Regions from separate parts of the Triticum aestivum genome. Here region 2 is linked to region 1. A link is a contact called in public Hi-C data. All regions are on one chromosome and are shown on one strand. Each heading gives the region's core, a stretch centred on a gene start, on an enhancer-like site or on the middle of the called end of the contact. The rest is flanking DNA. Distances are from core to core; before and after follow the strand shown. Region 1 holds the start of LOC123086448. Region 2 holds the start of LOC123086450 (root phototropism protein 2).

What was found. A called contact is a pair of places that touch in the nucleus more often than the background predicts.
Region 2: a Hi-C map of leaf shows a contact between it and region 1, with 4 times the contacts expected there. The contact joins the promoter of LOC123086450 here to the promoter of LOC123086448 in region 1. A contact is called at or near these places in 3 of 5 Hi-C or Micro-C datasets (leaf and an unstated tissue).

The regions. Positions count from the first base shown.
Region 1 is chr4A:472,878,137-472,884,168 of IWGSC CS RefSeq v2.1, reverse strand. It overlaps LOC123086448, which reads right to left and starts at 1,694. Exons shown (of 1, transcript XM_044508212.1): 1 at 1-1,694. The coding sequence starts at 1,140. The coding sequence ends at 202.
Region 2 is chr4A:473,051,520-473,058,125 of IWGSC CS RefSeq v2.1, reverse strand. It overlaps LOC123086450 (root phototropism protein 2), which reads right to left and starts at 1,553. Exons shown (of 3, transcript XM_044508213.1): 1 at 1,266-1,553; 2 at 1,104-1,173; 3 at 1-985. The coding sequence starts at 1,480.

The DNA.
Region 1 (6,032 bases), core at 445-2,944:
TTCAAGTCCTAATAAGAACCGCCAAAAGAATTTGCTACCCGCAAGGAGCAGCGGCTGAACCCTAAACCTAGCAATTCACAGCACCCTCACTGACATGGAATGCGTTCTGCCTCAACTGACCGGTGGACAATTCCACATCTCAGGGCATCATCATAGAGCATTGCTGCTGTTGCCTGAATTCTGCAGAACACCAAAGATCAACTACACAACATACTCGCTCTCAATCACAGGTTTTGTTCGCGTTCCCAACGCTACAGGCGCTTGCGACCGCCCAACCTGCGCCATGCGCAAAGTCTCCCCGACCTCCGCATTTCGTTCCATCACCTCCATCTTCTTTTCCCTTTTATATCTGACGAAACATACCAGAAGCAAAGCCAACAGACCCAATGCAATGACGCCCCCAACAACGCCGACAGCAATCTTCCATGCGTCCGAACTACCCTTATCACGACCACCATTAGTCGGTATCGGTGGGGCAATTGCGCCTGAAGGCCCTGGAGCAGGAGCAACCTCACTGGAGTTCACCACTATGGAGAAGTGCCCTCGGCGATACGTTGCACACACGTTGTTTGCCTCCAAGCCCCGGAACTGTGGCACGCCATCCAGATCAAACCAGACACACTGCGGCGCTGGACTGCCTGGGGGCACCGCCCTCACATTGCTGAAACTCACAGAAATGGGGCTCCCTGACGCGACGATGCTCAGCTCGGACAACCCCGCTGCTGACAAGTTGGCAGCGTCGTAGACCAGCAGGCCGAGAATGGGCGAGAGGTAGGTGTAGCCGGGGAGCGGGTAGTACTTCTCCGACAGCTCGCCCAAATTGTGGTACACGAGCACCACCCTCTCCACGTACGGCTGCACGATGACGCCAGGGGGGATGCTGAACTCGAAATAGTCGGAGAAGCCTTTCCTCCGCAGGCTGCCGCTGCGCAGGCGGAGCCCGGACACCGCGACGCCGGCGAGGTCCGCGGGCACGGTGCCGTTGTAGACAATGCCGGTGTGCGGCCGGACGAAGGCCCGGTACGCGTAGCCCTGCAGCATTGCGTCCAGGGCCCTCGCCGGAGACGGCGACTGCGCCGCCGCCGGAGAAGAGCCCAAGAAGAGCAGCTGGAGGAGGCAGGCGCAGATCAAGAAACCCATCCCGGCACGCCTCCGCCGCGAGCGAGGATCCAAGAAGGGGACCGCCGGAGCCGAGCAAGAGTCAGGTCAGGATCCCCTCCTCATCCGCATACGACGAGGGCCTCCGAAACGAGGACGAGATTCGGAGCGGGGGAGGACGGGCATGCGCGGCCCGGAGGCCGGCGGCAGGCGAGCTAGCAGATCCAAGGAAGCAGCCGGGCTGAGCAGAGCAGCCGCAATGGCGAGGCAAGTTATGCGCGCGTCCGGAGTCCAAACAGGTGGCAGGCAATTTCGGCAAGAAACCAGGGAGGCGGCCGGGAAAGGAAGGGAGCAAAGGAAGGATTGGATGGCGAGAATCGGGAGGAGGGGAGCAGGGGCGGCGGGATCAATCCGGGCCGGGGACGCCGGAGTCCACAGAAATCCGCGCGCGGCTGCCCCCACGGGCGGGTGATTGCGACGGCGGGGGTTTGGGGATTCGGCAGCGGGGGTTGGGGTGGAGAGAGAGTGAGGTGAAGGAGAGAGATTTTAGGGAGAGAGAGAGACAGGAAGGAAGGAGAGAGGTTTTAATGGGGACGCATTTTCTCAGGGGCTCGGATGGAAATAAATCCCCCCCTGGTTTTTTCCCGCAATAAAATACGCGGGCTCACAGTTGGCACGTCCGCCCCGGCGGAGTTACCGCTCTGCCCCTGGACAGCTGGGCTTCTGCTCGCTGGAGAGTGGGGTCCAGCCGTGAGGGGTTCGTTTGTGTACGGGAGATCGGAGGGGGGCTTTTCTGTAAGAATGGCGGTGCTGCTGACTGACCTGTGGGGCCGGGCGTGCCGGCTCGGGCGGCCGGCGGAGAACGCCTTTGCTCCCAACGTTTGGATGCTCCTGTCCTGAGAGAGATGATTTGCGAGGTGGTGCGGTCTTTTTGTAAAGCCCTATGTTTGTAGGTCGCTGAGGTGTGGGACCGAGCTGAAGCCCACCGGCAGTGAGCGTGATTGCTAGACTTTTGTCGAGTCCTTTGCCAACGACTGGATTCCAGACCTGGTTATCATCGTTCTATAACGGTATTAACGGGTCTACTGGCGCAACAATGGAATGGATAAATTTCATAAAATCACAATATACTCTCCGGCCATTAGATTTTTTTTACGGAAAACTTTTAATCTATTTGTCTTCAATCATGACACCACAACGAACATCACAAATAATAAAAATTGCATTCAGATCCGTACACCGACTAGCAACAACTACAAGCACTGAATTGAGCCGAAAGCGTGCCACTTTCATCGCCCCTCCCTCACCAGAGCCAGGTCACAACTTATTATAGTAAACAGTCGAAAAATCGTCGTGCTCAGGCCACATAAGACCAACACACCAGAATATCAACCGTCGTCGATGAAGAGAAGCGTAGATCGAAATGATCTGACCTGAAGACACACGAACAAAGACAAACGAAGACCGGGTCCGAGACGATCCACCAAAGACAACCATCGACTGAATCCCGCGAGATCCGCCGCAGACACACCTCCACACACCCTCTGACGATGCTAGACGCACCACCGGGATGGGGGCTAGGCAGGGAGAACCTTATTTCATCTTCGAGTCACCGCCATCTCTTCCTGAACAAGATAGAAACCCTAACAAAACTTGAAGAAGCATCTAAAAATGGAGCCTCCCCCCAACAAGGATCAGGATTCACCGCGCACCCATGACTCTAAGGCCATAGGAGACGTGGTAGATCGGCGGCCCCGCCGGCGGGAGGCATAAACACTAGTTGCCTTTCCTTGGGAGGAGAGACCTCCGACCATCAGATTTCCTGGATAGAGACGATGTTGAGGATGTGATGGCATAGGATTGCCGTGCAGGGACGGTTCGCGGCGTCGAAGAAGATGGATGGGGCGAGGCGGGATTGCCGGCTTCGTCGCGGTGGCGACAGACGACCCATGCTATAATTGTTCAAGGGTCTTTTGTAAAGTTCATCGATGAGAGATGGAATCTAATATTACCACATCTATATTTCGATCGAAAAAGGCAGAGCAAGTGTTCTCTTTGAACCGACGAACTTTTGGACAAATTCTCTTTACAAAAAACTTCTATGAGTAAATTTCACCTCAACTGAGATGTTGTGTTCTACTCCATGTTATTATTCACAAACTGACAAAGATGGCCCCATATGTCACAACGATGTCATACCTGGCTAGGTAGACAAGTCAAGCTGTGTTTACTAAGGACGCATTCAATATGATGCACAACCCCTAGCCATACATGTTCATTGATACATTTTTATATAATTCATATTGAATTGGTGAAATTTGGCATACCCTTTGTATGCCCCTAAATAGTGCATGTTAGTTGTCAACCCAATGAGTTGTCATGTCTAGCATCCTAGAGTAGAGTAAAGCTTGCCATTGTGTCACCCATAAGGGGTATTTATAAATGTAATTAAAACAATAATTTTTTATTGAATAGTCAAGGAGATATACATATGAATATTTTCGTCTATATTTTTTATGAAGATTCACAACCTCTTATGAGATAGGTTTAAATGAACCAAAGCACACGTGAATTACAGAAAACAGAGAACCAAAAAAACAATTATGCACCCTTCCCTCCACACACACACACACAATGAGGACACCCCAGGGAAGCCCACAATGAGGGGCACCTTTGCTTCGCCAAGGCAACACAAGAACGCCATCAAAAATCAATGCATAGCCTAGACATTGTGGGCACCATCCTCGCGCACCACAAGCAAACTAGTGCAAAGACCGTGACAAAAAACTATGGGATGCGCAAATGGAAGAGAAAACTTTGACCAAACCATGACAACTTTGATACTATCGACGTAGCCGAAGGGCACCGAGCAATTGGACAACACTACAACACTAGAGAGCCCAAAGGGGTAGTCGAAGGGTGACAAACAACCGATACACAACTAAGGAAGGGGTGGGGCTCCAATGGTCCTTCATACTGAGACCGACTCCTTAATCATGATGGGGTTCCGGTTGAAAGGACCTAGACGTCACCTAGAGGTGGGGTGAGTAGGCGTTTTAAAAACATTTATGGTTTAGGCTTGAATAAATGCGAAATAAAATTAGCATTTAACTTATCAAGCACAAAACCTAAATAAGCTAGGCTCAACCACTACTGCAGGATGTGATACGTCTCCAACGTATCTATAATTTTTTATTGTTCCATGCTATTATATTATCAACCTTGGATGTTTTATATGCATTTATATGCTATTTTATATGATTTTTGGGACTAACCTATTAACCTAGAGCCCAGTGCCAGTTTCGGTTTCTGTTTTTTTCCCTTGTTTTTGAGTTTTACAGAAAAGGAAAACCAAACGGAGTCCAATTGACCTGAAACTTCACGAAACTTATTTTTGGACCAGAAGAAGGATATGGAGTAAAAGAGTTGGGCCAGAAGAGTCCTGGGCTGCCCACGAGGGTGGGGGCGCGCCCACCCCCCTGGGCGCGCCTCCATACCTCGTGGACAGCTCGGAGCCCCCCCTGACTTGTTCTCGACGCCAAAACGTCTTATATATACTAAAACTTCCAGAAAGAAACCTAGATCGGAAGTTTCGCCGCCGCAAGCCTCTGTAGCCACCGAAAACCAATCTAGACCCGTTCCGGCACCCTGTCGGAGGGGGGTGATCCCTCTCCGATGGTCATCTTCATCATCCCGGCGCTCTCCATGACGAGGAGGGAGCAGTTCACCGTCGGGGCTGAGGGTATGTACCAGTAGCTATGTGTTTGATTTCTCTCTCTCTCGTGTTCTTAATTCGGCACGATCTTGATGTATCGTGAGCTTTGCTATTATAATTGGATCTTATGATGTTTCTCCCCCTCTACTTTCTTGTAATGGATTGAGTTTTCCCTTTGAAGTTATCTTATCGGATTGAGTCTTTAAGGATTTGAGAACACTTGATGTATGTCTTGCATGTGCTTATCTGTGGTGACAACGGGATATCACGTGATCCACTTGATGTATGTTTTGGTGATCAAATTGCGAGTTCCGTGACCTCGTGAACTTATGCATAAGGGTTGGCACACATTTTCGTCTTGACTCTCCGGTAGAAACTTTGGGGCACTCTTTCAAGTTCTTTGTGTTGGTTGAATAGATGAATCTGAGATGGTGTGATGCATATCGTATAATCATACCCACGGTTACTTGAGGTGACATTGGAGTATCTAGGTGACATTAGGGTTTTGGTTGATTTGTGTCTTAAGGTGTTATTCTAGTATGAACTCTAGGATAGATTGAACAGAAACAATAACTTCGTGTTATTTTACTACGGACTCTTGAATAGATCGATCAGAAAGGATAACTTTGAGGTGGTTTCGTACCCGACAATAATCTCTTCATTTGTTCTCCGCTATTAGTGACTTTGTAGTGACTTGCATGTTCAGGGATTGTTATATGATCCAATTATGTTATTATTGTTGAGAGAACTTGCACTAGTGAAAGTATGAACCCTAGGCCTTGTTTCAACGCATTGCAATACCGTTTGTGCTCACTTTTATCATTAGTTACCTTGCTGTTTTTATATTTTCAGATTGCAAAAACCTTTATCTACCATCCATATTGCACTTGTATCACCATCTCTTCGCTGAACTAGTGCACCTATACAATTTACCATTGTATTGGGTGTGTTGGGGACACAAGAGACTCTTTTTTATTTGGTTATAGGGTTGTTTGAGAGAGACCATCTTCATCCTATGCCTCCCACAGATTGATAAATCTTAGGTCATCCACTCGAGGGAAATTTGTTGTTGTCCTACAAACCTCTGCACTTGGAGGCCCAACAACGTCTACAAGAAGAAGGTTGTCCCCCAAGTTTTCTGGCGCCGTTGCCGGGGAGGTTAGCGCTTGAAGGTATATCTTTAGATCTTGCAATCAAATCTTCTAGTTTCTTGTTTTAT
Region 2 (6,606 bases), core at 304-2,803, 170 kb before region 1:
ACTTGGAGATCGGCAGGGACTCGTCCGTCGCGATCTCCGCCGCCACCTCGTCCACCATCTTGGCCACCTTCTGCAGCGCCCCTGCGCCCAGCGCCGCCGCTCCGGACAGCGACGCCCTCCTGTTCCGTCCGGCACCGGACTCGCGCTCCACAAACGCGGCGACCACACGCCGGAGCGATTCGGTGTTAATGACGCGCTCACCAGCGCCATCGAGTGCCAAGGCGAGCAGGTCGCCCGCTGTGGCCTGGTCGAGCACGGCCGCGAGGCGGAGCTCCAGGTCGCGGCACGTCTTGGCGGAGGCCTCGGAGGTGACGGCGTCGTGCAGGAGGCGGCAGAGGAACGCTGCGGGAAGGGGCGCGTCGTTCGCTGAAGGGAGCACGGCGACAACAGACTCGAGGAGGGCGCGGTGGTCGGAAGCTTTGCCGTCGGCCAGCAGGAGCTCCGCGTAGGCGGTGGCCGCGGCGACGAGCACCTCAGGACCGGCGCGTCGGCAGCGCAGCGCCGCAAAGACCCTGTGGAACGACGCTGGCGAGAGAGCTGCGAGCTCCGACGCCCACCACTCCGGCGGCGACCGCGTCGGGAAAAGCACCTCGTTGCAGATCCGCAGGGCCACGGCGTCGGCCGCGCGCCGGGCGACGCCGAGCTCCTCGGCGGCCACGAGGAGCGGGCCCTCACAGGACCGCAGCACGGCGATCGCGTTGAGCAGCGTCCGGAGACCCGCCTGCGCGAGGAACTCCTCAACGCGGCGCGCGAGGCCGCCGTCGGCCGGCTGCATGTCGAGGAACGCGGCGGCGCAGAGGAGGGGGGCGGCGTTGCGAGCGGATATCTCGAAGTTGGCGCCGTAGCAGTAGCGCGTGGCCTTCTCGAAGGCGTCGGCGCCGCCCGGCAGGCCGTCGAGCTCGATCTCGACGGTCGCCGCGGGGTCGGGGCGCGTGGCCATGGCGACGGCCTTGCGGATGTAGCCACACTTGGGCACCATCACCGCCTGCACGGGAAGCATTTAGTTGTGCCCACGTCAGACCATGATCACCGGCGACACTTTTTTCTTGTACACACGTGAGGAGGAGTTGGAGAGATCGACCGGGAGGTGGAAGACGACTAACCTTATGTAGAGGGAAGGCGGCGCCGGCGACCCGGACGATGAGGTCCGTTGGCACGTCCTGCGACGAAACCCTGCTCGAACCAATTCAAAGAAACGAGACATGAGCGTACGAGTGACATGGACGAGCAAGCAATTCGCACTGTGCAAAGACATGGTCACGTACCACTGGCTGGTCCTCTCCATGGAGCTGGATCTGGAAGAAGCTTGCATGGACAGCAAGGCACCGGAGAGCCGTACGTGTCTAGAGCTAGACGAAGGCGTGCGTTCGTGCAATCGAGCTCTGCCCCGGGAGGCAGCATCCAGAACACCACGGGATATATAGAGATTCCAAATAAATTCTCCGTCCAAGTATTTTCTTGTGATGGCGGAGGGCTCCATTTTTGCATGGCTGGTGTTAGGTCAGCGTGTCCATGACAGGTACGTGCATGTGTTTGGGGTTCGGGAATTTGATTGGATTGGATGGCGTCTTGGTTCTCGGCATCGGCATGCATGCGACTTGTGGCCAGTGTTCGCTGTGGCTCTGTTCCCTGGAAGGAGCGGCCCGGAGACAATCCGGACAAGTTGCTGCCCTCCGTCATGTTTGATGGCAACCTATGCATGTTCCGTAGTACTTTACACTGGTTATTTGATCAACACATTTGTGGGTGTAATCTACATCACGTGGTTAAATACTGGCTTTACATTTACAATCACACAATAGTTATTTGTAAAAGCGTGTTCTGAAGTCCTCCAAGCTTCCCAAACTTCAAAGATTCAGCTTCTCAACGTTGCTTCTAGAATCTAGCTTCACGAGTATCGGGCCTTCGGGGTGGCTTCTCACGAGAAGTTTTGGGAGTTGAGAGCTGGGGCATTGCCGAATAGGCCCTAAGTCGCCTACATTTGGAATTTGGGCCATTCGATTTTTTATTGAGTGAAGAAACTGTCGGGGGGGGGGGGGGGGGGGGGGGGAGGAAGAAGCTCGCCAGAGAAGCTCCCCCACTATCTATCTTAGGGGTGTTAGGGCGGTGCAGGTTTGCCGGAGAAAATGTTTCATGGCCGGGGTTAGAGGGATGGCTGGTGGGGGGCGGCAGCACGGCGGTGGGGGAAGGGCGGGGTGGCGAGGCTGGCTCGGGAGCATCGCCGACTGAGGGATGGTGGCGGCTCGGTGGTTCGAAGAAAGAAGACGATGGCTTGAGGTCGAAGACACTCATCTATACGTCTGTTTTTCATCGGATGGCTGAAACTAGTCAGCTGACCCAAATCACATTTTCAGTCGACTGGTTTCTAACTAGTCCCTTACAATCACATTGTTAGTAATGTTATGATATATATTTTTCATTTAAGCGAGCTACAAAAAGTGAACCCGGTGCGACAGGATGCACTCGGTCCACACAAACAAAAGCGTATCAAAGGAATACTATTTCTTAATATAGTACAGGTGTAAACACTTATATATGCGCACATACACTCATTTTTATGAATGGATGCGCACACTCTACTCTTGAGACCGAGTCAACACGTTATCTTGAGATTGATGAAGTCATTACAGACGGCTCGTAGTCGATGGATTTTTTTTCTCCCATTGAATGAACATCGCCGATAAACTTGCAATAAATCCAAGAAAAATGCGAGCACCGATGATCTATAATTTGCACTCTAATGGGCTGGTTCCACCACAGAAAATATAACCATCTGAGAGACAATCGGTTCGCGGCCAAAAAATAGTTAGAAAGGAAAGAACGGCCAAAGACGATGAAGAGCTCATCCGAAGGCCAAAATGCAGATTTTGGAAAGTGGATAAGACGAGAGCCAACTCAGCGAACCAGCTAAAACAGCCGTCGTGATCAGCTTCACCCTCCTCGCCATGGACTGCCCTTTTCATCCCTCAATTGTTGTCGCAGCATTCCAAGAATGCACATACGAACAGAACAAGTCACTGCCGAAGACGTTTCCTTCGCCTACCCAGACCCAGCAGTCCTTCGATACAAGCAACAGCTCGCCGTCGGCGTCCCTCCTCCACTAGCGGCGCTATGACGCTGGCCGAGACACCGACGGACGCCCCCGTACAAGCGGCGCTGCTTCTCCCGGCTGCGGAAGCCGTGGCCCGGGGATGGCCACGTCGGAGGATAGCGTTGGGGGGCCCGTGGAGATCCGGGGCGCCGTACGCTAGACCAGTGCGAGGCGGCCGCGTCAGGGAGAAGGTTCAGTGGTGGGGCCGGCGTATCCGGAGATCCCACGGGATAAGGCGCGAAAGTGGAAAGGGTTGGATTCAGCTGGAGCTTTCTCACCTCGCTGGTTTTCCTTTCAAGCTTCCTTTCTCTCGATTGTTTTTTCGAGAAACACCCCCATATATAGTATTAATCAATTTAAAAAGTGTTTTCCCTAAAAACATTTAAAAATGCTTACAATCGTTCATTACAGTATACGTCGCGCAGGGCGGAATACTATAAATAATAATGGGTCTGTTTAGGACACATTTATGTCACATCTAAGCTCATGTACACTCTGTTCGTGATCTATTTTTTTTGTCTTAGTTTTTTTTTTCTTGTTGCTGCATTATATATTTGTGGGAACTTAGATGTGACATCCTTAAAAAACATCTAGATGTGAATTAGTCAAACTGAATAATAAAACCGCTAGACATATTATCATAACCAAACTTAGCAATCTTATGAGCCGTCGTGTTTGACTGGCTATTGATCTTGAAGATCTTGAAATTATTTGCATGATGCTAAGCGCTTCCCTCTTAAAATCAATAAAAGAGGACCTGTTAAGAATATCATTTGCAAGATAGGAAACCACAAAGAAGCTATTAGATTCTACAATTATAGATTTATTGAGACTGATACCGATATAGAGCCTGACAAGGCACACACAAAACTCCGCTTCATCAATACACATGCCTAGCCTAATAAAATCTCTAAAAGAAATGATGACTTAGCCGTATGATCTCTAGCAGTAACCCTCACGCTGGCAGCACTCATGTTCTCCACAAAGCAGGCATCAACATTGATCTTAATGACCTCAGACGAAAGAGGTTGCCAAGTCCCTAAATTCCTCGTTGAAATATTAACAGCCTCCTAGACATCCCTTCTACCTTTCTTGATCATATCCAATTGTTTACTGGAATAGCAGGCTGTGTATGAGTATGATATTCGTGCATGTATATTGTCTTTTGTATATTAGGCCCACCTCTCTAGTTTGTTGTATAGATTGAGGTAGAGACCCTACCTTATATTTATATATACCGTGCACATTGCACCAAATTAATACATCGTGCAATTCATACATCCAATATGGTATCAACTTTTTAGGTTTTCCTCTCGCTTCCGCCGCCGCCACGCGACCTCTCCGCGCTGCCGCCGCCACCATTACCCAGCCGCCTCGCTCCGCTGCTTTTCCTCTACGCTGCCGCAGCGTCGCTAGCTAGCCAGCGTCCCGCTGACTTTTCTCCACGCCCGCGCTGTGTCGCTAGCTAGCTGGGAATCGATCCCGCTCGCACCGCGCCCAGCACCGCCAATCGCCCGCGTCGCTCCACCCGTTCCCAAACCCGCCGCCCGCTAACCCGCGCACCCGGCACCCAACCCCGCCGCCCGCTAACCCCGCTCGCCAGCTCACGATCGTCCAGCCACCCGCTCGCCAGCTCTCGCGATCGCCCAGACACGCAACTCGTCTGCCCGTGCGATCGTCCCCGCCAGCCCGCGCCGAGTCACCTCGCTTCGTCAGCCTCCCGCTGCACTGCATCTGTGTCATCTGAAGCCGCTGCTGCCGCCGCGCCATGTCGTCAGTTACCTCCTCTGCGTCCACCAACTCCAACCCGTTCGCCGATGCCAACCCTCCCGACGTCAACGACATCCGCAAGCTCAACATCTTCGAGCGGGTGCCGGTTCGTCTCTTTCAGGCGGACTCCTCCTACCACACATGGAAGACGTACTTCTCCCTCGTGCTCCGGGAGTACCATCTCATGGACCACGTGGACGGCACCGTCGACTCCAGCCTCGTCCCCGAGTTTCACGACTGGTCCACCATCGACACCACGATCATCCGCTGGTTTTTCCTCACCATCATGCCTGACCTCTTCCAGACGGTTCTGATGGATGGTGATGATGCCTGCGCCGTGTGGACCAAGCTGAACGGGCTCTTCACCGACAACAAGCTCCAGCGCCGCGTTTTTCTGCAGCAAGAGTTCTTTGGGTGTCATCAGGACAACACCTCCATCGACGACTATTGTCGCCGCCTTAAGACTCTCGCTGACGAGCTTTGTGATATCGGCGCCAAGGTCGATGATGACCTCCTCCTCAGCACGCTCACCGTCGGGCTTAACGAGGACTTCGGTAACGCCGCGGGGAACCTCAGCCTCATCCCCAACTCGTCTTTCGCCAAGTTTGTTGCGTACCTTCGCTTGTAGGAGCGGCGGATGAAGCAGGTGAAGACGCGCGCCATCCACACCGCCCTCACCGCCGGTACCACCCGCGGCGGGCCTCCGACGCCTCCCGCTGCCCCGACATCCCAACATCGTCATCAGGCACCCTTCCCGGTGCCCCAGCAGCCAGGGCTCCTGCCACTGCCGTACGGCCCGCCCGCGCCCCCCGCTCCTCCCGCTAAAAAGCACTGCGGGGGCTAGCGCAGTGGCCGCCACGGCGGTCAGCAGCAGCACTAGCAGCCGCAGCAAGCTGGCCAGCAGCAGCAGCAGTTTTCGGCGCCGCAGCCGCTCTAGGTGCCGCCCCATGAGCCTCCGGCTGCAACCCGTGGACTGGTGTCGTCCATGCGTACACCATGCCAGTTCCACGGGCTCCTGCACCGACGCTTCCCATGCCGCGCCCATCGGCGCACCAGGCGTACTACGCGGCTCCATAGCTGTACAGAGGATACCCACCGCCGCAGATGAGCGGCGCCTACGGTCTCCCTGCGGCCCCGCCGCCGCCCTCGCCGGCCCTGTCGCCGACACCTTGGGATCCGGCGCTCCTCGCTGCGCTGCACGCTGCACCTACACCGAACAACTACACTGGAGGCGGTGATTGGTACATGGACACCGGGGCTATGGCTCACATGTTTGCTCATCCTGGTAATCTTGCCTCCTTCACTCCTGTCACCACCGACCGCCGCATCATTGTCGGTGACGGTTCCTCACTACCTATCACACATGTCGGGCACACTTCTTTTCCTTCTACTTCTATTCCTATTACTTTGTCTAACATTCTTGTGTCACCTCATCTTATTAAGAATCTTGTTTCCGTTCATTGTTTAACTCGTGAAAATCCTGTTACTGTTGAATTTGATGAGCTTGGCTTTTGTGTCAAGGACGCTCGAACCAGGATGGTACTTCGCCGATGTGACAGCCTTGACGAGCTCTATTTGGTGCATCCGCCGTCCACCTCCACCACCGCACTGGTCGCTCTCTCCGCCGGCGTCGATCTCTGGCATGCTCGTTTGGGTCATCCCAACCCCGTCACACTTTGTCATATTCTTAGGAGTTTCAGTTTCAGTTGTAATAAGATAGAGGATCACACCTGTCATGCCTGTTG